2 separate regions of the Mus musculus genome follow, and region 2 is linked to region 1. Evidence: chromatin contacts called from public promoter capture Hi-C data. All regions are on one chromosome and are shown on one strand. The core of a region is the stretch at or near the end of the contact, and the rest is flanking DNA. Distances in the headings are between cores, read along the strand shown. Region 1 holds the start of C5ar1 (complement component 5a receptor 1). Region 2 holds the start of Sae1 (SUMO1 activating enzyme subunit 1).

What was found. Capture Hi-C pulls out chosen DNA fragments and counts their contacts.
Region 2: a promoter capture Hi-C map of adipose tissue shows a contact between it and region 1. The contact joins the promoter of Sae1 here to the promoter of C5ar1 in region 1. A contact is called at or near these places in 2 of 39 promoter capture datasets (hippocampal neurons and neutrophils), 1 of 484 Hi-C or Micro-C datasets (macrophages), 2 of 115 datasets of contacts at active chromatin or transcription factors (bone marrow-derived macrophages and embryonic stem cells) and 1 of 9 other capture datasets (adipose tissue).

The regions. Positions count from the first base shown.
Region 1 is chr7:16,257,719-16,260,657 of GRCm38.p6, forward strand. C5ar1 (complement component 5a receptor 1) reads right to left here and starts at 1,620. Exons shown (of 2, transcript NM_001173550.1): 1 at 1,427-1,620. The coding sequence starts at 1,429.
Region 2 is chr7:16,386,555-16,389,368 of GRCm38.p6, forward strand. It overlaps Sae1 (SUMO1 activating enzyme subunit 1), which reads right to left and starts at 1,342. Exons shown (of 9, transcript NM_019748.3): 1 at 1,087-1,342. The coding sequence starts at 1,196.

The sequences.
Region 1 (2,939 bases), core at 370-2,869:
TAATAAATAAATCTTAAAAAAAAAAAAAGATACTGACAGCCTATTCCAGTATTTAAAACAAACAAACAAACAAACAAAAAACAAAAAACTCAGTCACGCCCCAGCCCAAATCAGGGACTCTACAGTTCGGGTGGTCAATAAAGTGACTTCGTCTTCAGAAACGTTGTGTAGAAAGGAAAAAGAACCCACCCTGTTCTGGAAACCCCAATTGCTCGGGGCAGACACAGGATTGGATGGGACAGAAGAAGGATGAAGAAAGCGTGTACCCTCCCTGTCATCAAGTTTTCCGTTTCCTCTTTTGTGTGGATGAAGCAAGACCGTATCCTCTGTTACAGTGGGGCCAAGTCGCCGCTGGTCTAGCACCATGCCTCAACGTCAGGTCCCAGGCATGGAGAGGGACCTGCCTAGAGGGTCATGGCCATTAACCACAGAAGGACCCAGGCCATCAGTGCTCCCATCTGGGCTTCCTCTAACTTTTCTGGGAATGGGCGTTCTTTCAAACTGGCTGTCAAGACTCTCAACATTGACCTTCCTTAGACTTCTTTACATGTTTACCAGGCTGGCCTCGAACTCACAGAGAACCTCCCGATTCTGCCTCCTGAGTGCGGGATTAAAAGGTGTGCGTCACAGCACCCAGTCTCTGCTTGGTAGTTTTAGACTCAGCGTAGGAGACGGAACCCTGGGCCACACTCAGGCTAGGCAGTGAGCTACAATCCCAACAGGTTTCTGCAATTGTTTCATTCTTCCTTCCTTTATTCACACTGTTTGAGTTTTTGTTTTGTTTTGCTTTTAGTCTTTGAGACAAAGTCTCAACAAAGTTGCCTAGGCTCGCCCCAAATCTCAAACCTCCTGCTAGGAGCCAGGATAGCAGGTTTGAGCCACCACCTTGGCTAGTTTGTAAAATTATTTTTTTGTTCTTGCTTTTCTGAAGTAGGGTCTCATGTAGTGTAGCCCAGGTTAACCTCAAAATTACTATGTAAGATTGAATTTCCAATCACTCCCACCCAGCTGTACGAGGTGCTGGTCATTGGACCCATGGCTTCCAGCTCTCCCACAGAGCACTCTCACACCTGATCTCTACCTCCAGCCCATTTGTCTCTGAACACAGTATCTCATAGTGTAGCTCACACTAGCCTAAAAGTCACTATGTAGCCTTGACTGCAGCATCCTGCCCCGGCCTCTTGAGGGCTCAGATTACAAGTGTAAATGAACATGCCCAACTTCTAGAACTCTTCAGTGAGGAGAGCTGACTCCAGGGTCTCCTGTCCTGAAGAACCTTCTTGAGCCTACATCTTGGTGAGGCCGCCGTGGTTCCCATAAATCCCCTTAGTCCGTTGGCCACATCCCATCTCAGAGTGTGAGCTCAGGATGGGAAAGGAGCTAGAAATGGGCAAAGAAAGTCAGACAGGGAGAGGAATCCACTCACCATGTCCTGGCTCCTCCTGGGTTCTGTGGTAACCAGCGACGGATGCCTGAAGGTCCCTGTCACCCAGGCTGTGCCTTTTAAACCCTCAAGAAGAGATGCAGGCAACTGAGAGGAAATGACTGTCTTGTCTCCTGGAGGTGCTCATTGGTCACTCACTGACCATCCTAGCTGAGGCTCCCTCCACCGGTGCTTACCCAGTACACCCTCAGCACCACCCAGTACCAACCAGCCAGGGGAGAGATGTCAACTTGGAAAAGGAAGGAAGTCTCTGGCCCCAGAAGGGGAAAAGGCAATTTCCAGGACTTCTTCACTTTTGGGGACGCAGCTGCTTTTCCTGGCCTCGTTCCCCAATCTGAGGAGGAGCCTACCTCTTCTGAAGGAAGTTTTGGAGTTTCTGGGGTTTCTACATGACAGAAATAATGACCACAGCTCCCCAGCCTGGTGGCTTTTATAGCAAGAAAGCACACAGAGGGCTGAAGAGATGGCCAAGGTCTTGGCGTTTTCTCTTAAGGGGGTTAGGGAGATGTGTTAACTCAATGCTAGCACTCAGGAGACTGGGGCAGGAGGATCACCCTGGGCTGCAGAACAGGACCTGTCTCAAATAATAAAGCAAAGCATGCTGGGATCATGGCTTGGTTGGTTAAACACTTGCCTAGCATGTGCAAAGCCCTGGATACCATTCCCAGCACCGCATAAAACCTGATGTAGTGCTGCATCCGACCCCAGCACCCAGGCGGCTGAGGCAGGAGAATAAGTTCAAAGCCATCCTCCTGGCTGCACAGTAACTTCTAATCCAGAGTAGGCTTTGTGAGATCCTTTGTAGCAGTGGCTCTCAACCTTCCTGACACTGTGACCCTGAAAACAGTTGGTTCCACATATTGTGGTGACCCCCAACCACAAAAGCATTTCATTGTTACTTCATAACTGTAATGTAAATATCAGATATACAAGATATCTGAGATGTGACACCCTCCCCCCAGGGGTCAGGACCCACAGGTTGAGAACCTGTGCTTTTTAGCAAAGACAAAATTGGCTCAGGTTAGGCACAATTATACATGCCTGTAATTCTATTACTTGGACAAAAGCAGGAGGATTAAAAATTCCAGGCCACCTGCATAGGAAGGACCAATTTTTTAAAAAAATAAAAATAAAACAAACCTATGGTCACATGTGTGGTACGCAATCCCAACACTCTGTAAACTCATGGTCAGTAAGAGCCACATAATGAAAGCCTATCTCAGGGCTGGGGGGCGTGGAGCATAAGAGATGAAATGTCTTATTCTGTCTTAACAGCCTAATTAATCCTTTGTTGTGTTTTCTGTTTGTTTGAAACCTGAAATCTTCTATCTTCTCTCTTCTCCTCCCACATCCTACCCTGAACACCTGATGCATCAGCCACGTGAGACCACAGGACCCCGGAACTCCTGTGAGTATGCAGCGAGATGGGCCGTGAAAGGAACACACTCCGGAGATTTCAACGATGTCTATAATCTCAGCATTTGGGAGGTGGATG
Region 2 (2,814 bases), core at 92-2,591, 130 kb after region 1:
AAAATCTACATAAAGGAACTGACTTCACAAAGTTGTCCTTTGGCATCCACATCAACACCATGGAAAACGTACAGAGAAGTCAAAACATAAAATTCTAAAACCTCTCCCCCAAAAAATGCTCCCCCCAAAAATGCCTAGGGAGCCAATGTGTGATGATGCATGTATTTATCTCAGCACTTAAGACAAGTAAGATCTCTGCAAGTTCAAAGCCAGCCTAAGCTATAAAAACAATTACCTTTGGAGTTTGTTTTGATTTGAGTCAGGATCTCACTGTGGTAGCCCTGGCTGTGTTGGAACTACATAGCTCAGACTAACCTCGAACTCACAGACATACTCCTGCCTCTGCCTCAGGAGTACTAGAATTAAAAATATGAACAACCATATCCCCACAAAATATAATTTATAACTTGAATATGTTAAGGAAGCCAGGCGTGATGGCACGTGCCTTTTTAATCCCTGTACTCATTCGGGATGCAGAAGCAGGCAGATCTCTGAGTTTGAGATCGTCTACAGAGCGAGGCCCAGGACAGCCAGGGCCACAGAGAGAAACCTGGTCTGGGGGAAGGGGAAAGAAAAACAAACAAACAAACAAACAACCCAACGTCTGTAGCTGTGTGCTGAATAAATTGGGCCACTCTGCGCCTCTCCAGGGGTCCCTTTGTCAGGACTTGCCCTCAAGCACTCCTCTAGAGGAGCCTGTGGGGTTTGTCAAGTCCCCAGGGCGTCCAACACAGGTTCCCATGCATAGAAATTAATGAGCTCAGCCCGCCACCCCCCTATTTTGCACTAATGCTCACCCCACTTAGACCCTACAAGCCTCACCTAAATCCCACCATCACCAGGTACTGACACCGAGGGAGCCTCAAGTTCAAATCCTCCCTCTCCCCCGCCTCCTCCAAGGACACTCTCAATACTACACAGGGGACATCTCCACCTCCGGTACTTTGCAGAAACACCGTCCATTCGTCAGTTCTGAAGCACTAGGAAACCCAAGTGCAGCAATCCCGCCTCCGCTCCACAACAGGGCCGCACCCACTCCCTCAGGGCCCACACGCCGGCCCGCAGGATGCCCGCGGCGCCCCTCACCGCTTCTGGGCCTCCAGTCCCCACAGGCGGATCTGTCGGTCATACTGCGCTGCCTCCTCCTCGCTGATGCCACCGCCGCCGCCGCCGCCAGCCTCCTCCTTCTCTACCATGGCGCCGGCTTTCAGCTCACCCGCTCCCGCTCTCGCTAACCGCCAGCAGCGAGTCCGTGCACCGGGGACGCGCTTGCGCCTGCGCAGAGAGCCGCGCCTGCGCAGTGCCACCTCCGTGCTTTGCGGGAGACCACGTGGATACCGAAGACTCCAAGGCCCGCTCGCTGCCCCATCACGTGATGGAGACGCCAATCAATCCCGGAGAGGAAAAAGAAAAAAAAAGAAAAGTGGCGGGTGTTTTGATTCCTCGAGGATGTCCACGCGGTCATTTATGAAGCGGATCTGGATCGAGTTGTCACCGGGATTCCAGCATCGATGGTGTGGTGAAATAAAGATACTACTTTAAAATAACAACACATGGAGCTCACTACCTATTGAGGCGAAAAAAATAAAACAAAAGAAAGCTAGACTTTCCTCCTGGACAGAAAAAGAGGAAGGACTCCTCTCTGCCCTCTCCTCTCCTGACACATTCTCAAATCCTTATGTAAGATGCAAGACTCAAATTGATCATGGTGGGCTATGCCTGTAATCACAGCTTTTGGACAAAAATAAGTGAAAGGAATCAAAAGTTAAAGGCCAGCCTGGGTTACATGAGATCCTGTTAACAGAAGCAAACCTAAATTTATGAGCTCGTGCCTGTAATCCCAGCATTCATGCCTTCACAAGGCTGAAGTAGGAGAATTACTACGAATGAGATCCTGTCTCAAAACCGTCAAGGACTGAAAAGATGGCTCAGTAAAGTGCTTGCCTGAGTTTAATATCTATATTCCTATTTAAAACAAAAACAAAACAAACAAACAAACAAATTTGTAGTGCAGATTTGTAATCCCAGCACTTGGGAGAAGGTTTTCTGGGCCTTGCTCAGACCCACACTTATCTAACCAACAAACCCATATCCCAATGAAGATATCCTGGGTCAAAAACCAAGGCTGATGCTGGGTGATGATGGCTGCCCAGAGCTTTAATCCCAGCACTCTGGAGGCAGAGGCAGGAAGATCTCTGAGTTGGAGGCCAGCCTGGTCTACAGAGTGAGTTCCAGGACAGCCAGGGCTATATAGAGAAACCCTGTCTCAAAAAACAAAAACAAACAAACAAACAAACAAACAAAAAAGAGTTCAAAGCTGGGGCTGGAGAGATGGCTCAGTGGTTAAGAGCACTGACTACTCTTCCAGAGGTCCTGAGTTCAATTTTCAGCAACCACCTGGTGGCTCACAACCATCTCTAATGGGATCTGATGCCCTCTTCTGGTGTGTGTTTGAAGACAGCTACAGTGCACTCACATAAATAAAATTAATAAATAAATCTTTAAAAAAAGAGAGAGAGTTCAAAGCTGGGGCTGGCGAGATGGCTCAGCAGTTAAGAACACTGACTTCTCTTCCAAAGGTTCTGAGTTCAAATCCCAGCAACCACATGCCCTCCTCTAGTGTGTCTGAAGATAGCTACAATGTACTAAGATATAATAATAAATAAATCTTTAAAAAAAAAAAAACAGAGTTCAAAGCCAGTCTGGACCACATAGCAGGACTCTACCTCAAAAAAAAAAAAAATTAGAATAAATCCCAGTATGGTTACACATGCCTTTAATATGCCTTTAATAGCAGCACTTGGAAGGCAGAGG